4 separate regions of the Mus musculus genome follow, and all the other regions are linked to region 1. The links are chromatin contacts, called in public promoter capture Hi-C maps. All regions are on one chromosome and are shown on one strand. The core of a region is the stretch at or near the end of the contact, and the rest is flanking DNA. Distances in the headings are between cores, read along the strand shown. Region 1 holds the start of Eif3g (eukaryotic translation initiation factor 3, subunit G). Region 2 holds the start of Rp9 (retinitis pigmentosa 9 (human)). Region 3 holds the start of Prkcsh (protein kinase C substrate 80K-H). Region 4 holds the start of Ccdc159 (coiled-coil domain containing 159).

What was found. Promoter capture Hi-C pulls out the DNA fragments that hold promoters and counts their contacts.
Region 2: a promoter capture Hi-C map of pre-B cells shows a contact between it and region 1, with 9 times the contacts expected there. The contact joins the promoter of Rp9 here to the promoter of Eif3g in region 1.
Region 3: a promoter capture Hi-C map of liver shows a contact between it and region 1, with 6 times the contacts expected there. The contact joins the promoter of Prkcsh here to the promoter of Eif3g in region 1. A contact is called at or near these places in 5 of 39 promoter capture datasets (the 3T3-L1 cell line, hippocampal neurons, liver and 1 more), 1 of 484 Hi-C or Micro-C datasets (CD8 T cells) and 2 of 9 other capture datasets (adipose tissue and liver).
Region 4: a contact with region 1 is called in a promoter capture Hi-C map of liver, with 7 times the contacts expected there. The contact joins the promoter of Ccdc159 here to the promoter of Eif3g in region 1. A contact is called at or near these places in 3 of 39 promoter capture datasets (liver and second pharyngeal arch cranial neural crest).

What each region holds. Positions count from the first base shown.
Region 1 is chr9:20,893,804-20,901,672 of GRCm38.p6, reverse strand. It overlaps Eif3g (eukaryotic translation initiation factor 3, subunit G), which reads left to right and starts at 3,083. Exons shown (of 11, transcript NM_016876.3): 1 at 3,083-3,129; 2 at 3,249-3,295; 3 at 3,506-3,589; 4 at 3,697-3,785; 5 at 3,907-3,966; 6 at 5,453-5,557; 7 at 5,656-5,845; 8 at 6,477-6,584; 9 at 6,704-6,840; 10 at 6,934-7,040; 11 at 7,231-7,324. The coding sequence starts at 3,110. The coding sequence ends at 7,246.
Region 2 is chr9:22,463,610-22,471,478 of GRCm38.p6, reverse strand. It overlaps Rp9 (retinitis pigmentosa 9 (human)), which reads left to right and starts at 3,123. Exons shown (of 6, transcript NM_018739.2): 1 at 3,123-3,405. The coding sequence starts at 3,278.
Region 3 is chr9:21,999,713-22,007,581 of GRCm38.p6, reverse strand. It overlaps Prkcsh (protein kinase C substrate 80K-H), which reads right to left and starts at 4,594. Exons shown (of 18, transcript NM_008925.2): 1 at 4,494-4,594; 2 at 4,045-4,183; 3 at 3,789-3,905; 4 at 2,989-3,084; 5 at 2,834-2,891; 6 at 925-1,042. The coding sequence starts at 4,123. Ccdc151 (coiled-coil domain containing 151) reads left to right here and starts at 4,948. Exons shown (of 13, transcript NM_029939.3): 1 at 4,948-5,336. The coding sequence starts at 5,108.
Region 4 is chr9:21,924,499-21,932,367 of GRCm38.p6, reverse strand. Ccdc159 (coiled-coil domain containing 159) reads right to left here and starts at 4,897. Exons shown (of 13, transcript NM_025977.3): 1 at 4,640-4,897; 2 at 3,142-3,275; 3 at 2,834-3,060; 4 at 1,025-1,058; 5 at 581-669; 6 at 422-503. The coding sequence starts at 4,650. It overlaps Tmem205 (transmembrane protein 205), which reads left to right and starts at 4,833. Exons shown (of 4, transcript NM_178577.5): 1 at 4,833-5,076; 2 at 6,011-6,119; 3 at 6,214-6,377. The coding sequence starts at 6,020.

The DNA of each region.
Region 1 (7,869 bases), core at 1,834-4,333:
TGCCCTCTAGTGACAACTGCAACAAGTTTTTTTCACAAGAAAACACAGGCACCCCAGGAAACCTTACTTAAAGTGACCGTGTTCTCCAGCCGGGAGGACGGAGACCTGGAACTAACTCTTCAGTCTGTTCTTTGTTTGTTACTTGACTCACGACCCCACTCTATTTCCTCATTCCCAGCTGAGTTCAAACTCTCGGATTTTCTGCCTATGCCTTCCTAGCACTGAAACTGACCATTTTGTTTATTGTGTCCTTAGAGAGAACAACAGTAAAAACCAAATGTAAGTTAGTTAACCAATTTCCTTTTAAGGCCATACCATCCTTAGATGTTGCCTGACCTCCTCTGATTCTATTACATTTTGTGTGTGTGTGTGTGTGTGTGTGTGATTTTTCAAGACAGGGTTTCTCTGTGTAGCCCTGGCTGTCCTGGAACTCACTTTGTAGACCAGGCTGGCCTCAAACTCAGAAATTTGCCTGCCTCTGCCTCCCGAGTGCTGAGATTAAAGGTGTGCACCACCACGCCCGACCCATTACATTTTTATGAAGCGTTGTCCTTCTTAGCCCCGAGGCCTGGCTGGGAGCTGGGAGCAGGGACATTCAGCCTCTGGACTGAATCCTGAAGAGTCTCACAGGATTTCTTCAAGGTCGAAGTCCATCTAGAAAGCAGCTATTCATTCTGATGTTCACCCTAGATCCTCTGATTCTACAGGGGTCCCACTACGATGCAGTGTGTGAGAACAGGCCACAGCATAAGTGTGGGGCTCAGGGTACAACCTGCTAGAGTTAGTCCTCTCCTTCCCTCAGATGGGTCCTAGGGTTGAACTCCAGGCAGCAGGCTTGTGGAGAGTGCCTTCACCCACTGAGCCATCTTGCCAGCTTAAGATACAAGTTCTAAGTGTTAGGAGTATAGGTCAGTATTAGTGTGCCCAACTCCCTGCTTTCCGTTCCCCACCAGCATCCCAAACAGACACATGGACTTGGAGTGGATGTTCCTACGGCAGAGAATCTGATATAACCTCCACTTACTTGACAGGAGCTTAGCACTGGAGAGAGTTTAAGGTGGCAGGAATAGAGCTTGCAACGTTTTTGCAGCTAAGGAGGTACTGGGACCTAGGTAAAATATTAAGGCCTAGATAAAATGTCAAGGCCTAGGTAGCCTACTTGGCTAGCCTACCATTATAAGGAAACTTTCTCATATGTTTCTGCTGTTACTAGGAAACTTTCTAATGCCAAAACTGATTACATATTCTGTTATGCCCTGTGCCCTTGGAAACCAATCATGATAGAAGTTAGTAGAACTTTTTTGAATAGTTACCCATAATAAGCTTTGACCTGAACCAACCACCCAGCAGCACTTACTAGCCATATATAAATTTTTATGGTATTTGTCTGTATAAGCTGTCCCTGGGATGGACTCCAACATAAGAGAGAAATCTCTGGCCTGGAGAGATGGCTCAGTGGTTAAGAGCTCTTCTAGAGGTCCTGAGTTCAATTCCCAGCAACCACATGGTGGCTCACAACCATCTGTAATAGGATTTGATGCCCTCTTCTGGTGTGTCTTCAGACAGCTCAAGTTTATATAAATAAAATAAATAGATGAGAGAGAGAACTGCACCAATATAAGAAACCCTTTGGAATAAGACTTCCATTTTGAGTAATGACTGAGTAAAGTTTAAGTTCCCAAGACCTCCCTGGAAACTGGCATCCTACTTGGCAGAAAGACATGTGCGTGGGTAACTGACAACCTGGTTGGCACATTGAGACATGAATGTTCAACAAGGAAAGTCTCTTGCCACCGTTGAATACCCAACCAATGGGAGCAGGATACGTGTAAGGCAAAACCATGTTCCCAGGTAAACCCCCCATTTCTGAATCCTGATTGGTGATGTGACTTGGCCCAGATGTTTGTGGATTTGAGGCTTAAAAACCCTGCAGGATCTTAAGTCAGGGTCACAGTTCAGGTCCTGAATCTGGACTGTGGCCCTGGTTAACCAGTCCTGACATGTATGCTCAATAAAGTGCCTCTCTCTGACTGAGACTGGGGCTCGTGTGGTCTGTGAGGGGACTCCTGGACCACAGCAGGAGGCTGGCTGCCAAGCCTGAAGGCCTGAGATCAATCCCAAGACCCACATAGTGGAAGGAGAGACTGTCTGCAAAGTGTCCCCTGACCTCCATGTGTGCTATGTATGCACAAGCATGCTGTCTTCAAATAATACAAACGCACAACAAGGTTGTAGGATAAACCCTAGCATGCTACACAGCAAAGGAGGCACAGGAGACCAGGTGGCCTCTTATTCAAAGAAAGGACGTCTTAGCACAGGACAAAAGGGTTTGGTCTGAGTCTGTTTCTTCTTCAACAAACCAGAATCCTGGTATCCTCTAAACGATGTGGGGCGAGGGCATTCTTGATACACGTGCTTTTCAGCCAAGCTTGTTGGCACACAATTATAGCCCCAGCTATTTGTGAATTCCTTGCGTTTAGGAGTTCAGGGGCAAGCCTGGGGAACAAAGCAAGACACCTTTAGTTTTGGAGACAGAGTCGCATGGAGCGCAGGCTAGTCTGGAATCCACGAGGTAGCTGAAAATGGCCTTTAACTCATAATTTTCCAGCTTCCACCTCCAGCACTGCGATTACTGATGGCTGAAAACTAATTCTCCGGGAAGAGGGAGAGAACGAATCAGTTCCGGGTGTGGCGATTTCATGTTCATATTCCCAGCACGGACGAGAGTAAGGTGGAAAGACAGCTATGAATTCAAGGCCACCCTGGGAATACTGCTCGTGAGCCTGTACTTTCAGCCTTTTGGAGTTGAGACAGGATTGTGAGGCTATCCTATCTATAGAGTGAGACACTCACGTCTAGCCCCATTACCCAAAGGGGGAAAAAAAAAGTTTAAAAAGTTCTTTGAAGCTTTTTTTTGGACCCCTTTTCCAGGTTGGATCTCAGCGCTTTGCGGTGCGCGAGAGCCGCGTGTCCACCTTTGTCCGCAGGGAGGCGCTGTGCTCACCGCGGTCTGGCCGCTCTAGGCTGCGGCCGCGGCACCGGAAGCCTCTTCTACTCCGGCTTCCTGTCTTTACCCGGGCTGGGAGCTGCGTGGAGTTAAGACTTCGAGATGCCGACTGGCGACTTTGAGTATGCGTGGGGTGGCGATGGGGTCGCCGGGGAGGCCGCGTGGGGGCTGCTCTGGGGTGCGTGGGGGTCTGGGCGGCGCGGGGGGCCGGGACCCGCTCACCAATCTCCTGTCCCCGCAGCTCGAAGCCCAGCTGGGCCGACCAGGTGGAGGAGGAGGGAGAGGACGGTGAGTGCCGAGCGTGGCCGCGCCCGCTGCCTGTTCCCGGGGCCCACGCTCCGGCTAGGGCCGCGCGTGGCCAGCCCCACCCTCGCCCTGCGCTGTGCCCCCGGTGCAACCCGCAAACACACAACACACACACACACACACTCTCTCTCTGACTTGAAAGTTCCCGTCCCGTGGCTCACTCTACCTTCCTCCCCGAATTCCCTCTGGCAGACAAATGTGTCACCAGCGAGCTCCTGAAAGGAATCCCTCTGCCCACCGGGGACACCAGTCCAGAGCCCGAGTTACTGCCCGGAGGTGAGCAGTGTCCATCCCTGCCTGCTTCCTCTTCCCTTCCGACTCTCAAGCCTACTTTCCAGCCAGTCCCCATTACCCGGGAATCAGTTTCTGTCATCTTCCTCCAGACCCGCTGCCACCTCCCAAGGAAGTCATCAATGGGAACATAAAGACAGTGACTGAGTACAAGATAGAGGAAGATGGGAAGAAATTCAAGGTGAGGTCGAAGTGGACACATAGGGCCAGTGCCTTTGTGTTCAGGGGTTCAGGTGGAGGGGTGTCAGTGGCTGAGACAGGGCCTGAGGCTCTGGAAGCACTCCTCTCTTATTCATCTTCAGATTGTCAGAACCTTCAGGATTGAGACCCGGAAGGCATCAAAGGCTGTGGCAAGGAGGAAGGTGAGATTCTACCTCATTTGGGGGGTAGGGTGTTCTCTGGGGCTGATCCTGAGGAGTTGGGAAGCCCCTTTTTGTTGATGTGGAGTAAACGTTTAGTGTTAGGCCTTGAAAGGTTAGGGCCCAGGAGTAGATGAAGTTAGATGCTTTATTTATTCATTTACTTTTGTTTTTTTATTGTTCTCCTTTTGTGTGCGGATGTGCGCAGCATCATCCCCCCCAGCACATGGCACAGCATACTTTTGGTTTGAGCTGGTCTCTCGGTATTAGGAACTAGACTAGGCTTGCTGGGCACTAACAGCCCCAGGGACCCTGCTGTCCCCACTTCCTGTCTGGCCTGCACCGGGAATGCAAGTTTGCCTCTGTGCACAGTGTTTGACTGTGGGTGCTCGGGGTCAGAGTCTGACGGACACTTGTGTGACAGACACTGTACTGAGACATACCCAGCCCTCTTGGGTTTTATTGTTTGTAGTTTGTTTTTCCAGACAGGGTTTCTCTGTGTAGCCCTAGCTGTTCTGAACTCACTCTGTGGTCTAGGCTGACCTTGAACTCATAGATCCACATGCATTAGGATTAAAGGCATTGCCACCATTTGCTGGCTTGTTATTTTTGAGAGGCTCTAGCTCTGGTCTTCATTCTAAATGCTTCTGCCTCAGCCTCCTGCATCCTGACCTCCATTCTCTCTCCTTTGACCTGTCTACATGAAGAAGCAAGCAGCCTCTACTTACCTAGGGGGGAGGGCTTGTAGAGGAGGGACAGCGACGCTTGAGAGCAAGGTCCCGTGCCAGCGTTCAGCAAGACACAGCTTCTCAGGCTCCAGGCCAGCTTAGGGAGGCAGGGAGCTTTGTGGCCCCTGTTTTACAGGCAGGAAATGAGTTTCAGGTTTAACTGGCTCGGTTCCTAAGGTCTGGGTGATTCCTCCTTTGTCCCTGGTGGGAGGCTGGCCATGGAGCAGCCCAGAAACTGCCAGCGGCACAGTGGAGCCCTGTACTCAACCTTTTTTTTTTTTTTTTTTCTCAAGACAGGGTTTCTCTGTATAGCCCTAGCTGTCCTGGAACTCACTCTGTAGACCAGGCTGGCCTCGAACTCAGAAATCTGCCTGCCTCTGCCTCCCTCCCAAGGGCTGGGATTAAAAGCGTGCGCCACCATGCCCAGCATGTACTTAACCTTTTATATGAGTGTTAGAAAGTGTACTGCACGTTTTCACACGAGCTACCTTACCAGCACCTACCTCAGATAACTCAGGCTGGTTTTGAGCTTGCGTGTCTTGAGGTCCTCCTGTTTGCACCTGGCAAGTGTTGGGGTGACAGTTGTGTGCCACTGTGTTTAGCTTAGGGAATGGGGATTGTCACCATTACCACAGGGAAGGCCTCTAGAGAGACTAGATCTTCGGATTCAAGGCCCCGGAATGGTTGTCTGTCTGGGGTACCCACTGCAGGATCCTTCCTGTCTTTTCCTCACTTCTCCCCATTGTTTTCTGGGAGCCCAGAATTGGAAGAAGTTTGGCAACTCGGAGTTTGACCCACCGGGGCCCAATGTGGCCACTACCACAGTCAGTGATGACGTCTCTATGACATTCATCACTAGCAAAGAGGTGAGCTGGGTGAAGCTGGAGCCTGAGAAATGCAGTGGGGGTGGTGTGGGCCGGGCCCAGCAGCCTCCTCTGAGCCTTCCCTCCCTATACCCCACCAGGACCTAAACTGTCAGGAGGAGGAGGACCCAATGAACAAGCTTAAGGGCCAGAAGATTGTGTCCTGCCGCATTTGCAAGGGCGACCATTGGACCACCCGTTGCCCCTACAAGGACACACTAGGACCCATGCAGAAGGAGCTGGCTGAGCAGCTCGGCCTGTCTACTGGGGAGAAGGAGAAACTGCCAGGAGGTGTGGACGTGGGGACCTGGGAGGGTCTCAGCTGTTCTGTGGTAGTGTGCTCTTCTCTTCCCTGCATTACCTGTGGCCAAGTTTGAGTGGCTTCGGGCATGGTCATCCTGATGTGTGACTGATAGCTTACTCTAACTTGGGTATGCGTGCGTGCATGCGTGCGTGTACATATATACTCTGTGTGTGTGTGTGTGTATGTGTGTGTGTGTGTGTGTACATATATACGCAGTGTGTGTGTGTGTGTGTATACACGTATATACTCAGGCAACATCCACCATGTATGTGCTGGGCTCAGTGTGGCCATAATCTAATGTGTCCTGTGGGGGTGGCTGCCTCTTGTGACTTGTATGGAACTTTGCTTCTCACTGTCATGGATGAGTGGCCTAGGGACATCCTCACTGTTGTGTGCCTGTAGTCGGGATGCTGCCGGGCTGGTGGTGTCCAGCGCTGGGGCTCTGCAGTGCTGGCTTTGTTGTGTCTGCCCTGTGGCTTGTTCACTTTGCTCGTGACACTAGCAGAGACTTTGAAGAGTGGTAGCTTCCTAGATGTGATGTTTGGGTCACCAAAGGATGACTGGGTGTCTGTACCTGGGGGCTGGGGCAGAATAATCCTTCCGTCTGCTGCTTTCCAGAGCTGGAGCCCGTGCAGGCCGCCCAGAGCAAGACAGGGAAGTATGTGCCCCCCAGCCTCCGGGACGGGGCCAGCCGCCGTGGGGAGTCCATGCAGCCAAACCGCAGAGGTGAGGAGGTGGGAGGCCCGCCCCCGGAGGCAAGGGCTGTGAGTACTCCTGCAGTGTGGGCGTGGGGTCCAGCGGTGGCACCCTTCTCACTGCCATCTCCCCCTGCCCTGCCCACAAAGCTGACGACAATGCCACCATCCGTGTCACTAACCTGTCCGAGGACACTCGTGAGACTGACTTGCAGGAACTCTTCCGGCCTTTCGGCTCCATCTCCCGAATCTACTTGGCCAAGGACAAGACTACTGGGCAGTCCAAGGTGGGTGAGCTGGTCTGAGGAGTGGAGTGGGTAGCTGGAGTAGGCATCCCTTGACCCACTTCTTACACCTCCATGTCTGCCCCTGGCCCGCAGGGTTTTGCTTTTATCAGCTTTCACCGCCGGGAGGATGCTGCACGTGCCATTGCAGGGGTGTCTGGTTTTGGCTACGACCATCTTATCCTCAATGTCGAGTGGGCCAAGTAAGGACCCTCCTGCCCCTTTCCACCTTCTCCCTAGCCCAGTCCTGTGGTTGCCAGGCCTGTCTGGAGGAAGGTCCTGAGCAGACCAGGCCAAGGGTTCCCTGATGTGAGTGCAGTCTCTCTCCGATCCCCTTCAGGATCACAAGTCCCCACCAGCATCCTTACCACCTCTTTCCCTCCCTCTTTCCAGGCCATCAACGAATTAATAAGACATCTGCTACCTGCTGCTGTTGTCCAGCCCCTCAGGACAGACAGAAAGCTTCAGTAAACAGACTCCAAATGCACTTTGTCCTGCTTATTTTCTGGGTCTCCCTTTGGGGCCGGGAGGGGAGTGGGGAAGGAGGAAGCGTGAAGCCTGGACCCTCTCTCAGGCTGAGGTTGTATAAAGGACCTGTCTGGATGCAAGGCAGCCTCCATTGGTGAGACACCGACCTTGAGGGGTAACTGGAGGACCCTTGGTACTTAGGAGCTGCTGTCACAGCCCAGCCTGTGGCAGTGAGGTTTCAGCAGTCAAGGCCATGGGCATAGCTGGGTTTGGTGAGTGATTGTACCTTCTACAGGCAAGTCTTGCAAGGGCTCTTGTCCTCAGAGTTTCGGTGACATGGGTGGCAGCGCAGGCTGGGTGCCTCGGCCATGCAGAGAAAGGGTTGTGTGCATGTGGCCAGGGGCACAAGGATGCATTTTGTCAGGTTGCCAAAGAAGGGCCCCAGCTCCTGTTCAGCCTGCACCTTATTGGAGAAGCTGGGGTCACGAGCCATCCAGCGCAACCTGGTCTCCACCTGAAGCACGTGTGTGATGTAGCAGGGCGCTACAGGTGTGGAGAGCCACA
Region 2 (7,869 bases), core at 1,874-4,373, 1.6 Mb before region 1:
GCCTGCCTCTGCCTCCCAAGTGCTGGGATTAAAGGGGTGCGCCACCATGCCCGGCTGATTTTTTTAAAGAAGTATTTATTTACTTATTTATTTATTTTATGTATATATGAGTATGCTGTAGCTGTAGTGATGGTTGTGAGCCATCATGTGTTGCTGGGAATTTGAATTCAGGACCTCTGCTCACTCTGGTCAACCCCACTCGTTCTGGCCCTGTTCACTCCTCCCTAAAGATTTATTTATTATTATATGTAAGTACACTGTAGCTGTCTTCAGACACACCAGAAGAGGGCATCAGATATCATTACAGATGGTTGTGAAACACCTTGTGGTTGCTGGGATTTGAACTCAGGATCTTCATAAGAGCAGTCGGTGCTCTTAAACACTGAGTCATTTTTCCAGTCCTTAATGGGTTTTTAAAAAAGATTTATTTATTTTATTTTATTATATGTGAGTACACTGTAGCTGTCTTCAGACACTCCAGAAGAGGGCGTCAGATCTTGTTACGGATGGTTGTGAGCCACCATGTGGTTGCTGGGATTTGAACTCAGGACCTTCAGAAGAGCAGTTGGTGCTCTTAACCACTGAGCCATCTCACCAGCCCCCTTAATGGTTTTTTAAAACACAAATTTACTTAGTGTGTGTACATATGTACAGAGTAAAGATCAGAGGACAACTTGCGGCAGTCAGTTCTATCTTCCGCCATATTGGTCTGTGGTCCCTGGGGATCAGATTTTGGTCAGTCATGGCAGCAAGTGCTTTTACTCATTGTGCTAGCCCCCAGCTTAGTGTTTAAGAGTAAAACACTAGTTTGTAGTTCTAAGGCAAATCACTTTATCTGCTCATAACCTCAGTATATTAGCCCACCACTTGATTTCATGGTTTGTTGTGGTTTTATTTTTGTTTTTTGAGATCAGTTCTCAATATGTAGCCCTGGCTACCCTATGAAGACCAAGCTGGCCCTGAACTTTCAATGATCTTGTCTCTGCTTCCCTAGTGCTATAGTCAACAGCATATGCCACCATGCCTGACCAAGATAACATACTTTTTATTATTTTTGTGGTGCTGAGGATTTAACACAGGGCCTGTGCATTCTAAGCTCCAGCACTGAGCTGCAGACCCAGTTCCATCTATATTTAAGGAATAAATTTTCAATTCGTGAGTTTTAAGCATTCGACACTTTTACAAAGGATTATTTTTATTTTATGTATATGAGTATTTCCCCTAAATGTATACACATGTGTGCAGTGCCCATGGAGGCCAGAAGAGCGTGCACTGGATCTCCCAGAACTGGAATAACACACAGTTGTGAGCTGCTGTATGTATGGGAACCAATCCCAGGCCCAGTGCAAGAATGGCATGCCCTCTTAACTGCTGAGCCACCTCTCAACCCCAAGACATTTTTATTTTACTTTTATTTTCATTTAAGTTGGGATACTTATTGAATGGTAGCGTAGCATGCCTCAGACCCTAATCAGTTGGTTGTTTTACCTAAAAACAGGAGACATGAGATTGATTAACCCTGAATTTATCTAGTCTATCTGCTCCCTCTCCAATATTTAAGGCACAAAAAGTAACTACGGTATTTTACTGTCAGATTTTACAGAGGCCTATTCCAGACCTGGGAAAAGGCCCCTTCCCAACCATCAGCTTTAGAGTCCAGGAACGGTGAGAGCATCACAAACAGATCATTCTGAATGAGATCATCCAGGAAGCTGTCCCCAGTTCCCACCCCATCACAGTGGAGCAGTCACCTTCATGGGAAACAGATTGTCCCCTCAAGTAATGAGGTATATGTGACTACCTTGCAAGACAATGATTGAAATAACCAATCATAACATGGTTTGACCAATATTTAATTGTTGGTAGCTGATCCCTGCCTCAAATCTTCCCCTCCTTACATCCTAAAACCTCGTGCCAGTTATCTGGAAATAGGCTGTGAAACTCATCTCTATTTTCTCAGTGTGGGCCACAGTGATTAGTATCCTTTTGTTGCCCCTCCCGCACTGGGAGTCAGGCTCTGCTTATGGCTGGTAGAATTAGCAGCAGGTGGTGCACACCTTTAATCCAGGCACTTGGGAGGAAGAGGCAGGCGGATTTCTGAGTTCGAAGCCAGCCGGGTCTACAGAGTGAGTTCCAGGACAACCAGGGCTACACCCTGACTCGAAAAACCAAAATAATAATAATAATAATAATAATAATAATAATAATAATAATAATAATAAATAAATAAAACAAGCAAACAAAAAAGATTTAGCAGCACAGACCAGATTGAACTCATAGAGAACTGCCTGCCTCTGCTGAGTACCAAAATGCCAGCCTAATACCTTTCTTTCTTTTTCTCGGTCGTTCCTCTTTGCTACCTTTGGATAAGTGTAGAGACCTAACTTGGAACGCTCCGAGTGGAGCTTCCGGCCTGAGACACCGCTTATAGGAGCAAAGGAGGAAGAGCAAGTTTTAAAAAAGGATGCTCCTCTGCAGGATACTGTGTGTCTGCTTTTATTTTTTATTTGCATCACCAAAAATCTTGGTATAAAATATTATGAATATATTGGTCTGTGTTTTTACTACGAATTCGCATAGTCTGGGAAACTGAAGATTTTATAGAGAACGTTGTTTTCTTCCCAGAATGGATGAATCCATAGGTAACAAGTAGCAGCCAAAAGGCTTTTAGTTTAGAAGGCCATACTGCTTTTGCAGAGAACCAGAGTTCGGTTCCCAGCATAGGGTGGCTCATATAGCCCACAGTTCCAATTCTAGAGAGCCATCGTCCTCTTCTGAATTCTGGGCAACTACCGAACTCCACCCCTGCACCACCACCCCAAATATATACGTAGAAATAAAATCTTTTCTCTTTTTCCTTTGTAACAGGATCTCCCCAGGTCTCTGACTTTACTAGCTTGACCTCGTACTCACAGGTCAGTGTTTCTGCCTCCTGCGTGCTGATATTAAAGACCTTTGACACCTTGCCCACCCACAAATACTTAAAACCTTCATAATATAAAAAAAAAAAAAAAATAGAAAGCAACGAGTCGCAGAAGTGGGTGTGGCCTGCAGGCGACTTGGAGCACCCGGAAGCCCTCGGGCCCCGCCCGCCTTCGCCCCGCCCCGGCCCGCCCCGCCCCTCTCAGCTAAGGTTCCCGCAGGCCTCAGGGCCGCGGGGGCCTGGCTGCACGTTCCCTGTCGGCGTTCTGCGGCACGGGCCGGTGGGACGTTGGTGGGGTTGCGCTGCGGGGAGGAAGAGGCGACTTTCCACCTTCTAAGCCCGCCTCGGGTCGCGATGTCGTCCGGGGCCGGGTCTCGGCGGCCGCGGGAGCCGCCGGAGCACGAGCTGCAGCGGCGGCGGGAGCAGAAACGGCGGCGGCACGACGCGCAGCAGCTGCAGCAGCTCAAGCACCTGGAGTCCTTGTGAGTCGGCTGGGCCGGGTGCGGGCGGTGCGGGCCGCCGCCGACGGGTGGGCGTCGCGGCCTGGCGAGCCCCCGGCTCCCTCTGCTCGAGGGCGGCGGAAGGACGCGAGGAGGGAGGCCGGCCACTGTCCCCGCCACGGCGACCGTGGCAATGGCAGTTGACGCGTCCGGAAGCCGAGCTCGGAGCCCCTGGGGGTCGAAGGACGCCAGCCTCTGTCCACTACCACGGACGGCATCGGCGGGAAGCTCAGGGTGGAAACTGCGGGAGACGCGCGGGAAGGCAGCGGACCCGCAGCCGGGCCTGAGGGTGGAGCCCGATGACCTGCGACGACTGTAGTGTAGAGTCGCATGTAGGTGAGGGAAGGTGGCGGGCCTCCCGTCCACAAACTAAACCGAGGTAAAAGTCAGAACCGGGGAGGAGAGGTTTGGGGACGCTGAGCGTGGTGAGGACAGGACATTGTAGGAGACTGTAGAAGATGTTTGTTATGCAGACATTTCGTGTGTGTGTTTGAAGACAAGTTTCCCTGTGTGTATCTTATGCAAACAAGTCTCCGTGTGTGTGTGTGTGTGTGTGTGTGTGTGTGTGGTGTGTGTGTGTGTGTGTGTGCGCGCGCGCGCGCCTGCATATTACCTCACCTGCCCGCCACCTTTGATCATTTTATCTATGCTTGACACATCACTGGCACATTGTTTGTGTGTTATTTTCTTCTTTCAGTGATGGTGTTTCAGTATGGAGTTTTCCCTCTTATATGCCCACAACCCCAGGCATCCTGTTCGTGTCTAAGACAAGGAAGGGCTCATGAGCCTCCCACCTTAGACTAGAGCGCCCTCTTAAATTAAATTTCTCTACATGTGACCTCCTTCACCTAGGAAATTTTCACACTACTGCATGAGTATGGGTATGTAAAATAGGGGATACAAGTCAAACACTTACTGATAATAAGACATAAGGAAATGTGTTTAAAGCAGTTCTTATATATGCAGTTTTACCATTGATTAAAAACAAAAGCAAAATTGAATACTAATGAGATAGATTACTTGTTTATTTTTACACAATTTAATCTTGGCTGCATATTTGAATGATGAAGGATGTAGAACATCTTCAACATTTTTCAGAATGATTTTATATTTTGATTTTATAATTGTTGAAGCTTTCACACCACTGTCACTATGCATAAGTACATAGAATATACGATAATAGTAGGAGTATGTTTAGGGCCATTTCAGAAATTGTTGCAAATTTGATCCTAACCAAAAAAAAAAAAATTGAACATTTTTTAAAAAGATTTATTTAAGTACATGAGTACACTGTAGCTGTCTTTAGACAGACCAGAAGAGGACATCAGATTTCATTATGGATGGTTGTGAGCCACCATGTGGTTGCTGGGATTTGAACTCAGGACCTCTGGAAGAGCAGTCAGTGCTCTTATCCTCTGAGCCATCTCTCCAGCCCCTAATTGAACATTTTTTAAAAGATCTATTTATTATGAATATCTTGCCTGCACGTATGTACTTGCATCTCCTGCATGCCTGGTGCCCGATGAAGCCAGAAGACTTCATTGAACCCCTTGGGACTGGACTTGTAGTTGTGAGCAGCCATGTGGGTGCTGGGACCCAAACTTGGGCCCTCTGCCAGAGCAACAAGTACTCTTAACCACTGAGACATCTCTCCAGCACCACGGGACAGTTCTGTATGAAACGTAAGGCAGCAACATTAGCGGCATTTTTAAAATCAGATATTCTGGGCCAGCAAGATGGCAAAGCCCTGCTGCCAAGCCTGATAACCAGGGTTCAATGCCCAGGACCCACAGAGTAGAAGGCAGGAACAGACTCCTGACTTCTAACCTTTACACATGTGCCTTGGCACATATGTGCGCTCACACTTACGTGCACACTAAATAAATAAGTATATAAAAATGTAATGTAATAAAATATTCTAGCACAGTACTACTTGAAAGTAATACTAACTTAATGCTTACAACCCAGCAATGATAATGGGAATATACTGGAAGCCTTTGTTTTTCATGATTAAACCATCACCAGTATTAAAACCTGCTTCTTCGGAATTCCAGCATATACCACAGATGAGCTCAGACATCCAGCCTTGTAGAGGGAACTGCTAGCAGCTTCTCAGAATAGCCTTTGCAGTTTGCTGACGCCTCTCCTGGAAGCATAGAGAGCACTGAAAGCCCAGAGTGAGCTATTGAGAAGCATGCATTTGATGATCTGATCCACCCACCGTGAGGAACAAGGGATTTAGTGCTCAGGCTCGGGCAGGGGTTACACTGTACGTAAAACTCCCAACAATTGGTGGGGAAAAAAGGAGATTAACAATGCTGTCTGGTTGCTTCTAGCATTTCTGGATACAGCGACAAAGGAAAAATATCAACTCTGATATAATTGACTGGCTCCAGATGGGCATAGATAGTCTAATGGTTTCTAAGTGTGCCCTGGAGTAGCCACAGAGCTTAAGCTGAGGAAGATCAAGCCAAAGACCCCATTATACACTTGGCTGAATTGCAGTACAGATTCAAGTTCTCTCCTCTGACAGGGTCAGCCATAATAGTTAGGACACTGACTGGTAAGGACTGGGTCCTGTACTTGGCCTAGAGATGAAGCAGTTCTCTACTGAGGCTGAAGACTTTGGAACCTCAGATTCTCAAGTGTTTATCTCACTGTTAGCGGAGTAGTCTCTCCACTCTTAGCAGAGAATGTATTCATACCTAACCCATGTAGCATTGTTCTGTCTGCATTTGTGTAAAGGAACCAACCCTTCATCGTCTGCCAGACAGCAGTGACTTCCCTTGAGAGTCGCCAGGCTGATACTGCTGTCCTTCAGGACCCACTGACCTACATCCAGATCTAAGGCAGGCTCCTGCCATGAGGAGGTGTGCTGTGCCACTGAAGAACCTAATGAGTTTGCTGATCCATTCAAGCAGGAGTTTGGGGATTATGTGTGGGGATGGATTGTAAGGGGATGGGATAATGTTGGAAAGAACATAAAACTGCATCTGAGTAAGTTTATTGATACAGGCTCACTAAGTGGCGAATCTAGGTTTGATATGGAAGATTACACAGTTTTTAAAAAGGTGTTAAGGGCTGGAGAGAGATGGCTCAGTGGTTAAGAGCACCGACTGCTCTTCCGAAGGTCCTGAGTTCAAATCCCAGCAACCACATGGTGGCTCACAACCATCCATAATGAGATCGGATGCCCTCTTCTGGTGCATCTGAAGACAGCTACAGTGTACTTAGCTATAATAATAAATAAATCTTAAAAAAAAAAAAGATGTTAAAAGTTTGATCGGTTGGCTAAAGAAGCGTTTGTCAAAAGATGGCCTACTGAGATAGAGTTGGAGCATCTGATGTCCCTTGGCTTAATGCATATACTGTGTAAAAACTAGTCCTCCACAATAGGAAGGCCAGAATTCTGACACACCCTTCACTAATGTCATGAGACAAAATGGTGAGGGGCACCAGCACATGTAAAGGCATTTGTTGTCACCCTTTTCCTTGTGCCAGACCTCAGAGTGGCTATGCTGCTGTTCGATTAGATGGATTCATTGTGATTGGCTTAATTGGGCCATGAGTAGCAGAGGCCAAGTAGCAGCACTAAGTCACCAAAGGCAAGGTGACTGTAGTTATCATACTGAGCAGCATAGACAAAGCAGTGTCCGCGGTGACCTGACCTGAAAAGGACATCACATGTAAAGTGGGTTTTAAAGTGTCATAAATCCTATGGACTCATCAGTCATGGTGTTTTCAGGGTTGAAGTAGGTAAGAAACCTACTATGCTTGTGTTTGATCAGTATAAGCAGAATTCTCATAGGAAAGATAGACTACATTGAGTTGTGGCAAGAGGGAGTCTCAGCCCATGAACCAATTTCTAGACTTGAGCCAGTTTGCAGACCCAGAATAACTTGAGTGAAAGGAATGGCAAGGCTCCCCTAAGTAAGAACCTCAGGAAACCTCTAGAGTTTTAGTTAGCATTTCTCCCATCCTTCCCCAGAAGGAGCCCTTTAAGTATATACTAGGGGAAAGGAAACAGACTTTCCATTCTAAATTGGGTGATTTCAGGAGACCTCAGAGAAGCACGGTGACCCGCCAGGTAAATGGAACCAGGTAATTAATGGAGTTGTGGCTGAAGTCCAACTCATAATGGGTCTCCAAACTCATCTTGTATTTTTCCTGTTCCAGAATGTATAATTAGTATAGATAGACTTGGCAGTTGGCTAAATTTCTGTATAGGTACCCTGACTTATGGAGTAAGGGTTATTGTGATTGGAAAGGCCTGGTGTAAGTCATTGGAGTTGCCTCTACCAGGGAAAATAGTGAACAAAGGCAATATTGCAACCTACAAGGAATTTCAGAAATTAATGCCAACTAATAAGGACTTGAAAGATGGCAGGGGTGGTCTTCCACCACAGATCCTATCTGGTTGTGCAGAAGATAAGTATATTGTAGTAA
Region 3 (7,869 bases), core at 3,345-5,844, 1.1 Mb before region 1:
CTCAGTGGTACAACTCTCTTGTTGTCTCAGGCAGGCTGGGGTTGTTACTTACTACCAGAATGTCTGCCTAGCTTGTACAAAGCCCTGGGTTCCATCTTTAAGACAAAAATAAAAGAAATTGATATGTACACACGGTGCTGAAAGCATTCAATCCCAGAACTCAGGAGGCAGAGGTGGGTGAAGCTCTGTGAGTTTGTGGGCAGCCAGAGCCACACACTGAGACTATGCCTCAAAATAAATAAATTTAAAGGGGGGATGGGGAGAAAGTGACAACAAAAAGTAGCCCAGGCAAGCTCTGGGAGCCAGGCCTTAGCTGCCTCAGCCCTTGTGTGATGCTTTCCTGCCAGGGTTAGGACCAGGACCTGCTCCTCTCCCCTCAGGTAACACAGAAGTTACACAGAGCTAACCTCATCAACTTGGCTCCCCAGATGCCCAGGATTTGAAAGGGCAATCACTGCCCACTGAACTTAGCAGGGGCCTGCCAGCCTCCTCAACTCAAAGATATTTTCCAATCCCATGAGTGGGAGAGAAGAGCCTGCAATCTCTCTTGGACAGACAGAGTTGGAGTCCCGTTTTTGCACACTGGGCTTGCTTACCACACTGAGTCAATATAGCATTCTCTATTAAAATTAAGCTTGAGAGCTTTCCCCAGAACTAGGGTATTGATAACCACTAGCCCAGGTTACAGACAGTGGGGCTGGGGGTACAAAGAGATCTTTCTGTCTCTAGGAGTTAACACTTCTGTCTTATTAGCTGAAAGCTTCACACTTGGGAAATGCTCAGCCAACCACTCCACATGAACTAAGGCAGACAAGAGCTCATCACAGCCCAACATTCAATGTTCACTCTACCGCATTTGCCTGCCCGTCACTCAGAGACCCCAGGCCCAAGAGGTTGTACCCACACATCTCTCTGGTCCCTCACCTGCTTTTCTTCCCGGGCTGTCTTCCACTCCTCAATGAGAATCTTCTTCAGGCGGAACCCTTCACGGGTGACTTCCGCCAGCTGCTGCAGGGACTCTTTTTCCTTGCGACCCTTCTCTCTGGGGTTGACACACACAAGTACCACTAAAGACACTCAGGCCCCAGCAGGTTTTCCTTTTCCAGAAGGCTGGGTGACCTGCCAACTCCAGCCACATCCTCCCCATGAACGATGGTGAGAAAGGGAAGTCACAGAAAGGACCCCCCTCAGCCTGCCCCTCCAGGTGCTTCTGACCAAAAAGGCCTCGGATCTGTCCCTAAGAAGACAGAGAGCACACAAAGCTTGCCTGTCCTTAGGACTACAGGACTGTCTAGGAAGTGGTGAGGAACAGGTTTGGAGGTTAGACCCCAAAGTGACCAAGAGGTGGAAGAATAAAACCCAGAGACTCAGGCTGGTCACCCACAGGCTCAGGCTGGTCATACAGGCGCACACCTTTAACCCCAGCACTTGGAAGACAGATCTCTGTGAGTTTGAGGCCAGCCTGGTCTATGTGGTAAGCACCAAGCCAGCCAAGGCCTCAGAGTAAGACCCTGTCTCATAACAAAACAAAAAGGCAAAACCAAAACCAAGAGCCAGAGATCTGTCAGGTGTGCTGACAATTACATCTGTCATTCTTGCACTCAGAATAGACAAGCAAGAAGAACAGCAATTCACGGTTATAACGGCCAGCCAAGCAAGCCTGAGGCTAGTCTGGGCTCCATGAGCCCCCCAAAATAAATCAAAGCCCAATAGGGCAGCATATAGCTGTGTTCCCAGTAACTGGAGGAGGGGCAGAAGGGTCATCTACAAGTTCCAGGCCACCCAAGAGGAGCCTGACACCATTCTCAAAAAGCAAAGCAGGCTGGGCAGATGGCTTGGTGAGTAAGAAAGCATGGTATATAAGCTTGAGGGCCTGAGTTCAAATCCCCAGCACCCACCACAAAAAGCTAGTTGTGGCCATACAGCTAGAACCCCAGGCTTAGGTGGGGTGGAGACAGGGGATTGCTAGAGCTTGCTGGCAACCAGCCTAGCTTAAGAGTTAGTGTAAGACTGTCTCGAGGAATAAAGAGGGAAAGAGAGCAAGAAACCCAACATGTCCTGTCAGCATCCACATGCACACGTCTGTACACGTGTGCTTACTTTACACTTATACATGTACCACACAAACATTCAAAAAAAGAGACTGAAAAAAAAAAAACAAGTACTGAGACTTTAACCTAACTAGAGCTCAGCTTCAATCACGAGTCATCTGTCTTCCTGCACTTACTGTGTCGTTTCGTCCAGGGTTTTTGTTTGTCTGTCTGTTTTGAGACAGGTTCTCTGGCAAGCCAGGCTTCAGACTCACTATGTGAGCCAAGGGTGCTCTTGAGCTGTGATTACAAGCCTTCACCCCCATCTCCCATTTATAAACAGGTAAACAATCTCAACTACCTCAGACCTAGAGGGAACGCTGGTAATGTGGGATCCCAAGGGGCATGGCCATTGGAGTCACAAAAGAATGGAAGGAGCCGTGGGGGCGCACGCTTATAGGAGGTTAAGGAAGGAGGCGCTGACTGGGCCCCCAGAGGAAGAGCCTGTATCTCTAAAGAAACTAGGGAGGAGCTGGAGAGACTTCACTAGCTGATCTTCCTTCCAGAGGACCTGAGTCTGGACTCTAACTCCAGCTCCAGGGGGTCACACGCCCTCCCCTGACCTCAGCAGATGCTACCCCTCTCACACGCACATAACATAAAAGTAAACCTGCCTCCCTAGTGCTGGGCCTGCAGACCTGTGCCGCCACACTCAGTAAGTGACAATCTTAAAAGGCAAAGGCGAGGTGAAAAAGTAAGCGGACAGGGAAGCAGCCTGACTTCCAGGTAGGGGCCCCACCCACCTGCAGGTGTTCTCGCAGACCGTGCCGCTGTTGTACTCGTCTGTGCCATCACAGCAGTCTGAAGCAAAGGTAAGGGCCAAGAGCAGAGTGGGTGAGGTCTCCCCCTGGCTGGCCCGACCTTCCCCAGATCCTGGGAGGACCCGCACTGCACTTACCACATACCCCATCATTGACCCGGCTGGAGAGGATGTACAAGGGCTTGTACCCAGTGTTGGTGCAGTGAAAGCTGCCATTGGGACAAGCAGCTGTGCCTACAGGAAAAAAAAAAAGTTTGATGCGTGTTCCCCACGCCACATTTGTTTGTGGGGGGCTCCAGCAAAGTAAGTGTAACTCGGGTGTGGTGGTGCACGTCTGTAATCCCAGCACTCTGGTGGTGATCACAGGATAACCCGTGGTCCAGGTCATTCTCAGCTACACTGTGTGCTCAAGGCCAGGCTGGGCCACCAGAGACTGTGTCTCCAGAACAAAAATAAACTAAAGCACAACCAAGAAGAAACTGTATCTTCAGGGGCCAGCAACACAATCCTCCAGTATTCCCCAGCTTCTCCGGAGGCCCTTCAAAAAGGCCAGGCAACTCCCCTCCACTCCTCTTTGCCTTCATCAATCCCTAGAAGGCCATTCAGTTTCCCTCCTCCTCCCACTTCTGAGAGGGTCTTCTGTTGGCTCTTCCTGACTCGAAACCTCACCTCCTCCTGAATGCCATTCATGGTTCCTGCAATGACATTTGCTGACTTGGTCATACACCTGGACATTTGTTCCTTTGATAGGGAATGGAAACCAGGACTGGCACCTACAAACACTGCCCCTCAGCTAATCCAAGCCAACAGGGATCTTGTTTCTGTGCCTGCTTCTGCTCACTGAGCAGGAAGCAACAGGAGAGTGAGATCCAAGTTCTTTGGGGCATCTGCGCTTAGCAGGCTCATTTAATGGGCGATGGGCAAATGCAAACGCTCACCAGGCTCATCTGAACCGTCCTTACAGTCGCAGTAGTCGTCGTTCACCTGATCGAATGGGATGGTGGCTGTGCCGTCCAAACAGGTGAAAGGTTTAGATTCTTCATAGAAGTGATGGTCTGGTGAGGGAAACAAGAAGCTCTGCTCAGATCTTAAATAAATATTACCTCTGTCCCACTCACTCACCAGCTGAAATGCTACGGGAAACGGAGGAAAAAGGCTGAAACGCCCCTCCCGATGCACAAAGAAGAGACTCACTGCTGAGGGAAACGCCCCGGGGTCTCTTAACTTCTACAGCCCAACAGAGGGGTAGTAGTAGTAGCAGCAGCAGCAGCATCCCGTCCGGGCCGAGACCGGAAGTGTGTTATGCGGCAGGAAGATACGCGATGGCCTCTCACTGTAGGAAAGAATGAAGAAGCATCTAATCATTGGGAGAAGGCAGCTTACCCAAGACCGGCCTCACCACTGCTTCCGGAAAAGGAGGGCACAATCGGAGTTGGAAGTGCAAGGGCAAGGGGCGTCTCTCCGCCCCGAGCCAGTGGAAGAGTCTCAAAGTGAACTCAAAACCATAGGTCTCTCGGTAAAGAGGTGAAATGGGCAACTCCCGCCAAAGGTTCAAAGGATTTACGATCCCTCCACACCACCCACCCTGCTGCAACCTATAAGAAACTAGGGTGCCTTCCTCCCATCGCTACTTCATCACCTACGCGAGGTAGAGGCAAAGGTCAATAGCCACCACACCAGGTTAGCTCAGCAGCCACGGTTCCTGCAGTAGAATAAGAGAACGGAACGCTCCGGATACGTCACTTCCGTTTTGCTCATCCCTCTTGGCGAACGGCAACTCCGGGACGCCATGTTAGGAGTGGCAAGAGTGCGTGTGCGGGCGCTGAGGCGGCCATCTTGAGTAGGAACATGAAGACCTAACCTTAGAACAGATCGGAAGTGTAGCGCTTAATGGCGGCGTAACGTGCCTCCATCTTGGGAGTGGCGGGTTACTGGCCACTGCCAGCGAACACGCAGGCGTCACGTGACCGCTACGCTCGCGCCTCTCTTTCGCTGGGCCTCTTTGTGGGACCGCCCCTCCGAACCGAGTCAGCCAATAAGAGCAGTGGAGTGTAACGCGGGCGGTTTCCTTGGGAACGTGGGCGGGGGGAGGAAGTTACTTAGCAACCGGGAGATGCTAAGAGGCCCGCAGCCAGGCAGTTAGCAGAAGTGCATTCCCAGAGCCTAGGGAACCAGCGTTTAGGATCCTGGATTATAGAGGCCAACTTGTAGTTATTCTCCTACCCCTTAGAGGCTTCCCGACCTTAACCCGATCACCATGACGTCCCCCCTGTGCTGGGCAGCCGCGACCACCACGGTGACTAGCCCGGAGCAAGCTCCAGCGCCCTCTTCCAAAGCCAAAGGCAGTAAGGTTCACCGAAGCAAGTCTATGGGCCGGGCACAGGCCTGGCCTGCACATCATCCCAAGTCAGCAACCTCCTTCCATGCAATGAAGTCTTCTGTGCACGCACAGGTGCTTGAGTTACAAAGAAAAATCCAACTGTTAGGTAAGTATGGCTGCAGACTGCACCGAAGGATCCGGGATCAACCGTGCCCACCAGGTCTTCTGAGTAGGCGCTATGTGTTTCTCCAGCACGAGTCTATGTGACCAACTTGAAACAAACACTCAAATCTTATCTTTCTTTCCCATTTCTTTGTACTATTACCTCTTCTAATGTGCATATGGGTGAGTGAAAAGCACAGATTCTAGAGTTTGTTTTTCTTTATTTATTGTTCTGTTTTGCGTTTCTGTGGGCAGAGTGCAGTACTCTCAGATGCCAGGAGAAGGCATTGGATCCCTTGGAGCTAGAGTTACAGGTGTTTATGAGCTGACCAATGTGGGTGCTTGAGACTAACAACCTTCCTCGCTCTGCAGGAGCAGCAAATGTCCTTAACCACTGAGCCATTATCCCTCCCACCCAAATTTTATTTATTTATTAAATTATTTTTGAGAGTTAGCCTCATGTGGCCCAGGCTAGCTTGAACTCAAAGGAGACCTAGCTCCACCTTTTTGGGTGATTGGCATGTGCCACCATGCGGGCATCATGCGGTGCTGAGGCTGGAACCCAGGGCTCTATTCATGCTACTCAAGCACTTTGCTGAGTTATATCTTCAGCCCAAAGAGAGTTTGTTTCTCTGGGGTCTGAATCCTTGCTCTGCATAAAAGTTGTTTGATCTTGGGGAACTTAGAGTCATCTAATTGTACTCAGTTTTTCCACCTGTAAAATGGGCATAGTAACTGCACAGGTAGTACTTGACATTCATAAAATGCTCATATAGTGCATTGTTAAGTAGTAGAAAGTAAAAACTAGTGGCTTCCCTGGAGGGGGAGGAGATAATGCTGCCCTTCCCAGAGACTATTTAGCAATGTCTGCAGACTTTTTTATCATTTTGCTGAATGCAGGAGGGTACTACTCCAGTTTATTAGGCATAGGCGAGGAGAAGGCTTTACATGTTATTAGGCCTAATACAGCCCCCACAGCAAAGAATTATCAAGACCAAATATTGCTTATGCCACAGTTTGGAAAAGCCTACTGTGATTTTGCTCATATTATTAAGAAGAAATCTTAAACCTGATAGTGGTGACATACGTCTTTTTTCTCAGTACTCAGCATGCAGGAGGCAGAGGCAGGCAGATCTCTGAGTTCAAGGCCAACCTTGTCTATAGAGTGAGTTCCAGGACAGCTAGGGCTACAAAGAGAAACCCTGTCTCAAAAAAAAAATGAAAATAAATAAATACATAAAAAATAAAAATACTGTAAATTAGACATGGTGGCCCATGTCTGTATTGAACACTTGGGAGGCTACGGTTGGATGATTGGCATTCGTTTGAGGACAGTATTGAGTATCTAGTGAGTTAAAAGCTAACCTGGGCTACAGAGTAAGACTCTGTCTGAAAAAAAAGAAAGAGAGGAAAGAGAGGAAAGAACAAGGAAATGTAGGTCGGCAAGATGTCTCATCAAATGAGGACATTGCTACCAAGCCTGATGACCTGAGTTTAGTCTCCTGGGACCTTGAATTTCTGATCCTCCTGCCTTTACCTTTCTCATGCTAAGAGAAAAAGGTATGATCAAGCATGCTACCTGATTTATAGGATGCTAGAGATTGATATTTTTATCCCATAATAAAAGAAAGTTAGGGGCTGGAGAGACAATGTTGTTGGTTCTGTTTGTTTGTTTGGAGACAAGGTCTCTGAAGGTAGCCTTGGCTGCCCTGGAACTTGATTTGTAGGCTTGGCTGGCCTTGAATTTAGAAACCTGCCTGCCAAGGTCTTCTGAGTGTTGAGGCTGAAGTCGCGCCTCCACACCGGATTGCTTATTCATTTTGTTCTGCTCATTGCTCAAGATCACACTCAGGGCCTCATACAGACGAGGCATGATCTACAGCCGTCACTATATGGGTTTGCTCTTTTAAAAAAATACTTTTTTATCTTATGCGTGTGAATGTTTTGCCTAAATGTATGTCTGTGTACCATGTGTGTTCCTGGTGCCTTTGAAGGTAGGAAAAGAGTATCAGATCCCCTGGAAATGAAGTTACAGACCATTGTGAACTGCCTTGTGGGTGCTGGGAATCAACCTCTGGTAAAGCTGGCCTCTTAACTACTGAGCCATTTCTCCGGTCCCTGATTTTTGCTTTTTGTTTGTTTATCTTTTGTTTTCTGAGACAGGATCTTATTGTATAGCCCTGGCTAGCCTCCAACTCACAGAGATCTGCCTGCCTTTGCCTGCTAAGTGACCCACCACATCTATTTAGCTCATAAGGTTTTTGATTGATGTGGAATACTTATACATGTTTATGGGATGCAGAGTTGTATTATAGAACACTGTATCATAACTAGATTGTGGTAATTGGCGTTGTCATCATCAGACATCACTGATATTATTGTGTGGGGCATATAATCCTTTGTATAGCTATTTGGAAACACATGAGATGTTTTCTGCTGTTATTATTCTACTATGCCTTAGGGCATCAGAATTCATCCCATGTGTACCCTCTCTCAACAGTCAGGGACCATTACACTGGCTTTGTGGTGTATACCAG
Region 4 (7,869 bases), core at 3,648-6,147, 1.0 Mb before region 1:
TGGGACCAGAACCTGGGTCCTCTGCACGAGCAGCCAGTGCTCTTACCTGACAAGCCATCCCTCAGCCTGAGGCTTCTGTTCTTATTTTTATTTCTCAGCCAGAATCTCTAGCCTGGGCTGACTTTCAACTCCCTAATTAGATAACCTTGAATAATCCTCTGGCTTTTGTCTCCCAAGTGCTGGGATCACAGGCACACACCACCTGGTCCAGTTTCATTCCAGGCTAAAGATGGAACCCAGGACTTCATTCATGCTAGGCAAGTGCCCTACCAGCTGGGGCCCAGCCTCAAAAGGTGGGAAACTGCTGTGGGTATGAGGCTAGCTTTGACCCCATCTTTTAAAGCCTGTTTTGACCTTGACCTGGAACTTATTTCCACTCACCACAAACTTCCTCAGACCTTGGCCTCTATCTCACCCTCACCTTCAAGCTGCTGAATCTTGATCTGCTGTAGGCAGCTCTCCTTCTCCAGCATGGTCACAGAGTGATTCAGGAACTCGAAAGCCTGAGGGGCAGGAGATGAGGCCTCTTGGAGTGGGAAGAAGGATGAGAACAGGGATGCAGAGGGTGGAGGGGACTCACCTTGCTCTGAGCCTGCAGCTGGCTCCTGAGAGACTCCAGTTCGCATCGCAAGAGCTTCTGAGAGTCAGGAATTATCATGGTGTTCTTAACTGTGGGCAGAGGCGAGGGCGAGTCATGGCTGAGGTAAGATCAGGGCAGAGATGGGGCGACAGAGGAAGCAGAGGGGCAGGCATAGAGCAGGAGACCCCTTGAAGCATTTAATGAGCATGGGCCTCAAACTAGAGAAGAAGAACGTGGAAAGTATCCCTCCAAGGTGGCTCTGTGGGTAGGTGCTTGCCACTAAGACAAGGTGACTTGAGTTCGATCCCACGACCAACCCTGGTAAGTTGTCCTCTAACCTTCAAAGGTCATGGCACACACCCTCAAACACAGGGAGTAAATATAGAAGTGAAAATTAAGCAGGGATAGAAACCCAAATGTCTTCCCGTCCGGTCTCATGCTCACCTTTTACTTTGGCTGAGCTGGGCTCCAGGGACTTCTGGAGCAAGAGGAGAGGAGTGTGAGAATGTATCCTTAGATACTTTACCTTGTTATAGCCCTCCCCAGAGCGCAGGGCAGGAGTGGTTCTCCTGAGGTCTGGTTATCCCAAATCAGGCAAAACTATGTCCATGGTTATTCATCCAAGACCCCCACCCCCACACTTATCATCTGCACATGCTCAGAAGTGCACTGTGTGCCTCATCTCTGTCTATGGAACTCCGGGTTGACCCTGACGTAAAGCAGAGGCCAGGCTGTCCTTGGTTTGACCTTTCTCCTTCGGAGCACAAGACATCAGCTACAGCAATGTCTACAACAAACACCATCAACACTTACTTGACACACCACAAACTGTTGTTTGTTTGTTTGTTTGTTTGTTTGTGTGAGACAGGATTTCTTTGTGCAGCTCTGGCTGTACTAGAACTCACTGTGTAGACCAGGGTGGCCTCAAATTCACAGAGATCCGCCTGCCTCTGCCTCCAAGTGCTGGGATTCAAGGTGTGCACCACAACCACCCAGCCACAAGCTGTTAAACACAATCAGCCATATGGACACACAATTTTAGTCACTAGTATGAGTCTCACGCACAATAAGAAACCATATAGATACAAAACCAAGAAAAACCAATCAACTAGCCAAACAAACAAACAAACCAAAACAAAAAAACACAAAACGTCAGACATCCTCACGTTTGAAGAGTCAGTTCAATGTTTTGGTCTTTGGGGGGCCTAAGATTTGGTCCCAGCACCCAGGTTAGGTGGCCCAAAAGCATTTAAAGCTCCAGCTCTAGGAGATCCAATGTGCTTGACCCTGGTCTCCATGGACACCTTGTGCTAAAGACACTTGGGAGGCAGTAGCAGGTGGCTCTTTGTGAATCTGAGACCATCCGGGTCTACAGAGTTTCCAATCAGCCTTTTTTTTTTTTTTTTTTTTTTTTTTTTTGGTTTTTCAAGACAGGGTTTCTCTGTGTAGCCCTGGTTGTCCTGGAACTCACTCTGTAGACCAGGCTGGCCTGCCTCAAACTCAGAGATCCGCCTGCCTCTACCTCCCGAGTGCTGGGATTAAAGGTGTGTGCCACCACACCCGGCTTTTTTTTTTTTTTTAATAAAAATGCATAATGTTCTTTAAGAAGACCCAATTATCCAATTATCCAGGTCAGAGGGCTCAAAACTACCTACCAGAACTTCAGCTCTAGAGATCTAATGCCCTCTTCTGGCCTTAAAGGAATTATACTCATATGCACAAACACACACACACACACACACACACACACACCTTCAAAAAATGAAAGACAGGCCAGGCAGTGATGGTGCACCCCTTTAATCCCAGCACTTAGAAAACAAAGACAGGTACATCTTTGAGTTCCAGACCATCCTGGTCGACAGAACAAGCTCCTGGACAGCCAGGGTTATACAAAGAAACCCTGTTTCAGAAGACAGAAAACAACCCACAAAGACATAATGTCTCCATCCTAGAATCCTAGCATTCAGAAGATGCAAGCATAAGAAACAGGAACTCAAATCCAGCTTTGGCTACAGAGCAAATTCAGAGTCAGCTTGGGCTACAATAGCCACTGTGACAAACAAGCAAAGGCACACAAGTAGGATCCCTCCGGGTACTCTGCCCCTCCCTGCCTCCCTTCAGCAGTGCTGTTCTAGGTTCTGAAACAGAGTACAGACCCTGCCCTGCACCCCTTCCCTACGCGCCATAGTAGTGCACAGCAAGTTCACTCTTAGGTTAATGGGGATACCCTAAGTGGGGATAACCTTGGCTAACCTTGGCTACACAGTGGTTCCTCTTCACAAGGTCCTGGTCATGATAATGGTCCTTGTTCACGTCTGAGCTGGAACAGGGTGTACCCTCATGAGGCTGTGGTTCTGAGTCCCACTCCTTCTCCCAGGCCCCAGACTTCCCTGCTTGTTCAGAAGCAGTGTTCACGATCTCAGGCTCCAAAACCCTGGACCAGTGGGTCATACAGTCCAAAGCCTTGTCTGAGGAGGGCCCTAGGGGGACAAAGGTTTCCTTCAGGGACAAGTGAAAGCCACTTGTAATTGTCAGCCCCTCCCAGGCCTCCAAATGTCTACCAGGCTCTCCAGGAGGTGGTGAGTACTGGCTCCTCTCCTTAGCAGCCCAAGATGTGATGGCGAGTAACGGAGGTGTGCAGAGATGAGAAACACAGTCGTCAGAGTCCCGGGATAGGCCAGCCAAAAGAGAGTCACTGCAAAGGGGGCATGGGAGGAGCTCTGAGCCCACTAACTCCCCATCCTTTTGGTTTTAGCTATGTATTGTTTTGAAACAGTCTCATGTAGCCCAGGCTAGCCTCCAACTCATTATGTAACCAAGAATGATCTTGAACAGCTGATTCTCCATCTTCTACCTCCCCGGTGGCTAGGACGACAGGCGTGTGTCACTGCATCCCGTTTACACAGTGCTGGGGTGGAACCCAGCTGCACGCTAGGCAGGTGCTTTGCCAACTAAGAACCAGCCCCAGACACCTGATCTCTTTAGTGTTTCCCCAAAGAGACTCCTCAGAGATGTTCCAGCCAGAATCTCCTCAGTATTGGCAGAAGTGAAAGTCAGAGGAGAGGTAAACCCAAACGGATGCCCAGTGACCAGCTTAAAGGTGGGAAGAGAAAACCAACTGCGTAAAGTTGTCCTCTGCCGTGCGTGCCATGACACACGCACTCGTAAGACATGTCTCATGCACAACAAGGATAACAAGGCTTTATATTTAAAAAGGGGACAGAAAGTAGTCACATGCCTTTAATCCCAGCACTCAGGAGGCAAAGGCAGGCAAATCTCTCTGAGTTCGAGGCCAGCCTGGTCCACTTAGTGAGTCTCAGTCAAGTCAGGGCAAGAGACCCTGTCACAAAAACCTTAAAAAAAAAAATGGCTTGAGAGTTGGTTTAGCTGCTTTTCCTGAGTACCCAGGTTCAATTCCCAGCACCCATAGGGTGACTCACAACCGTCTGTGTCTCCAGTCCCAGAGGATTTGATGCCCTCTTCTGACCTCTACAGGCACTAGATTCGAAAGCAGTGCCCAGACATATATACAAGCAAATCGTTAATACACATAAAAATTTTTTTAAATCTGAAACAAACAAAACACATAAAGGACAGGATGTGGTAGTTCAGCCCTTTTAATCCCAGAACTCAGGGGGTCCCTGAGTTCCAAGCCAGCCTAGTCTACAAAGCTAGTTCCAGGCCAGCCATGGCTACACAGTGAGAATCTATCTGGGAGGGGAAAAAATTATATATACTATATTGGGCTGCCCTGATTACACAGATTTAGTCCAATGCTTGTAAATGAAATTTGTTCTAGAATGTCACCTGAGGACCACAGATACCCTCGAAGATTAGAGCGGGAAAGGAAAGACACATTTCTGAGCGTCACCACCAGAAGGTCCCCAACCTTGCCTGCCCTCCCCACAACCCCAATTGAATCTTCAGCTGTCCCCTTCTCCAGAAAAATTTTCGAGCTTGGAAGCTTAACCATTGCTATTAGTCCTAACCCCTTGTTCTGTCAATCTAACACCCTTCCAGTCTCCCCATTCTCTTCCATTCCCACCTACTACAGCATACCACCCGTTCATGCTCTCCCATCAGGGACCACGAAGCCAGTCCCCAGCTGTGACGCTGAAGTTTTGATCCCCTGAGGACACCATCGTTGGAAAACGAGGGGAGGCCAAAGGTGGAGTCACAGAGAAGGGCGTGGTCCTCCCATAAGCCACGCCCGTTCACTCCGCTCAGGCGCGGAGCTCATTGGCGCCTGCGCATCTTCGGTGAGACTGGATGAAGTCCGGAGAGGCGAGATGGCCAGTTGATTCCCGCAAGCCAACTGGGCAATCCCTAAGTGGGAGAGTCCAGAGGAGTGAGAGCTGTGATCTCATTGGCTCTGGCTGGGAGGTGGGGCGAGGCCTGCGGGGCGGAAGAAAACCTGGGAAATCTCAGGCAAGCCGGAGCTGCACTGGAGCTGCCACGGTTCTTGGTCCCTACGCCTGAGCTCGTGTGCTCCAACGGTGGGGTCAGATGGGGCTCCGGGGGTGTTTTGGGATGTTCTTAGAATATCTCGGGTTCCGGATGAGGGCTCTTAGATGTCTGCAGAGCTAGGGTAATCCCTGAAAACCTAAGTATGTGAACTTGAGCTGCTGGGATTCAAGCTTTTGGGGTGCAGTGGACATTGTGGTTTAGAGAGAGTCTTTTGTTCTAGAATTTTGGTTTTGAGACAAGGTCTCATGTATCTCTGGTTGGCTTCCAACTCCTGCCCCTCCTGTTTCTACTTTTGTGCTGGAATGACAGACTAGAACCAGAACCTGTTTTATGCAGAACTGGAGACGGAACGCGAGGCTTCCTGCACGTGAGGCAAACGCTCTGCCCGCTGAGCCATTTGCTCAGCTGGACCTGAGATGTTTGCTTGCTTCCTTATTTTGAGAGAGTCTCACAGTATGTCAGGCAGTCCTCAAACTCAGTGATTTTCCTGCATCACCCTCTGATATGTTGGGGTTACAACTGTGAATCACCAGGCCAGTTTCTACGTCTTTAAAGGCTTTTTGGAATTGAGGAATCTTTTTCTAACTTTGAGCTAGAAAAGTGGCAACTCCCCTGTCTCCGTCTTCCAAGTGTTGGGGATTTACAGGTACAAGCCTTCATGTTGGGTGATATTATTTACTTATTATTATTACTATTATTTTGCAAGTATGGAGGATAGCATGTAAGGCCAGCACCAACAAAGTCCCTGACCGCAAAGCCACGATTCCAGCCCCAAGCCTGAGCCCAGATCGACTGGTTGGGCTTGAGATTGTCTAGGGTCTACTTTGGGTCTTCCAACTGCCATTTCCAGGCTGTTTTCTCTCATCTTTGCACCAGTGTGAGGCTGGCCCTATGCACTCTCTGCCAAGGCCTCAAAGCTCGGGGGTCGAAGGTTAAGCTGAGTCACCACTGTTTCCTTCCCAGGGCTGCAGAATGGAAAAAGGAGAGGACCCGGGAAGTCTGATTAAAGTCATCCACTTGCTGGTCTTGTCTGGTGCCTGGGGCATGCAGGTGTGGGTGACCTTTATCTCAGGTAGGGACCCTCCAACCTGTTATTTAGAGTGAGGACTGAGTAGGAGGGGGACCCGGAAGCAACCTAACGGTGTTTGTGGCCCTCCACCTCCCAGGCTTCCTGCTTTTTCGGAGCCTCCCGCGGCACACATTTGGACTGGTGCAGAGCAAGGTCTTCCCAGTCTATTTTCACGTCTCCTTGGGCTGTGCCTTCATCAACCTCTGCATCTTGGCACCACAGCGAGCCTGGATTCACCTCACACTGTGGGAAGTCAGTCAGGTATGAGGATTTGAGAGTCCTCAAGACTCCAGTGAACACTTAAGGAGATTTGTGTTATTTCAGTGTGTGTGTGTGTGTGTACATTCATGTGCACATGTGTACAATCTTATATAGAAAGACCAGGGGTTGGGGTGGGAGATTAAAAAAAAAAAAGAAAGAAAGACCAGGGATTGATGATAGGTGTCTCCCTCTAACATTCTCATATATAGATATAGATATACACACACACACTTTTAAGACAGGCTTTCTCCGTGTTACCTTGGCTATCCTAGAATTTACTCCCCAGCCCTTTATCTGATGCAGTTTTCACAGTGCTGGGATACCTAGAGCCTTGCACATGCTAGGTTTGCATTCTGTAGACCAGAATGGCCATGAACTCAGAGATCAGCCTGCCTCTGCCTCCTGAGTGCTGGGAGTAAATGTATGTGCTGCCACCATCTGGCTTATTTATTTATTTATTTATTTATTTTTGTTCTTCTGAGACAGGGTCTTTCTACAGAGCCCTGGCTGTCCTGGAACTCACTCTGTAGCCCAGGCTGGCCTCAATCTCACAGAGATCCATCTGCTTCTGTGTTCCAAATGCTGGGATTAAAGGCCTGTGCCACCCCACCTAGCTTATTTCTTTTTTTTGAGAAAAGGTCTCCCATTGAACCTGAAGCTCTCGCTGATTTAGTCAGACACGCTGGCTGGGAATCCCCAGGGATCCTCCTAGCTCTGTCTGTTCATCACTGAGACGGTTGGCATGAGCCTCCATGCCTGGCTTTTTAACTTGGGTGTTGGCTGATTGAACTCAGGTCTCATGCCCACATGGCAAACCCTTTACTGACTGGACCTCCCCAGCCCTTTATCTGATGCAGTTTTCACAGTGCTGGGGATACCTAGAGCCTTGCACATGCTAGGTTTACAATCTACAAGGATATGAGGTTTGTTTTTATTTTTTTACTTACACAGACAGTAGTGTCTTTATTTTTTTGAGACAGGGTCTTGAACCCGGTATGTGGAAGTGAGTTTGAACTTCTGATCCTCCTGCCTCCTGAAATCACAGACATGTTCTACTACACATAGTTTTATGAAATGTTGGGAGTCAAACCCAAGGCTTTGTGTATGCCAGACAGGTACCCTACCAAATTAGCTCCCATCACCTGTGATTTTTTTTTTTAAGATTTATTTTTATTGTTTTGTTTTTGTTTTTGATAACAGAGTTTCTTTATGTTTCCCTACCTGTCACTCAGTGATCCACCTGCCTCTGTCTCCCAAGTGCTGGGGTCAAAGGTGTGCACCACCGCCACTGGGCTTTGGTTATTTTCATTTATGTCTTTAGGTAGGTATGGGCATATGTGTGTGGGTACCCTTAAAGGTCAGAGGTGACAAATCCTCCTAGAATTGTCATTACAGACAGCTGTGAGCTGCTCAGAGTGAGTGCTGGGAACTGGACGCAGTCTCTGCAAGCTGTATGCTCTCTTAACTGATGAGCCACTCTGCATCCCCAAAG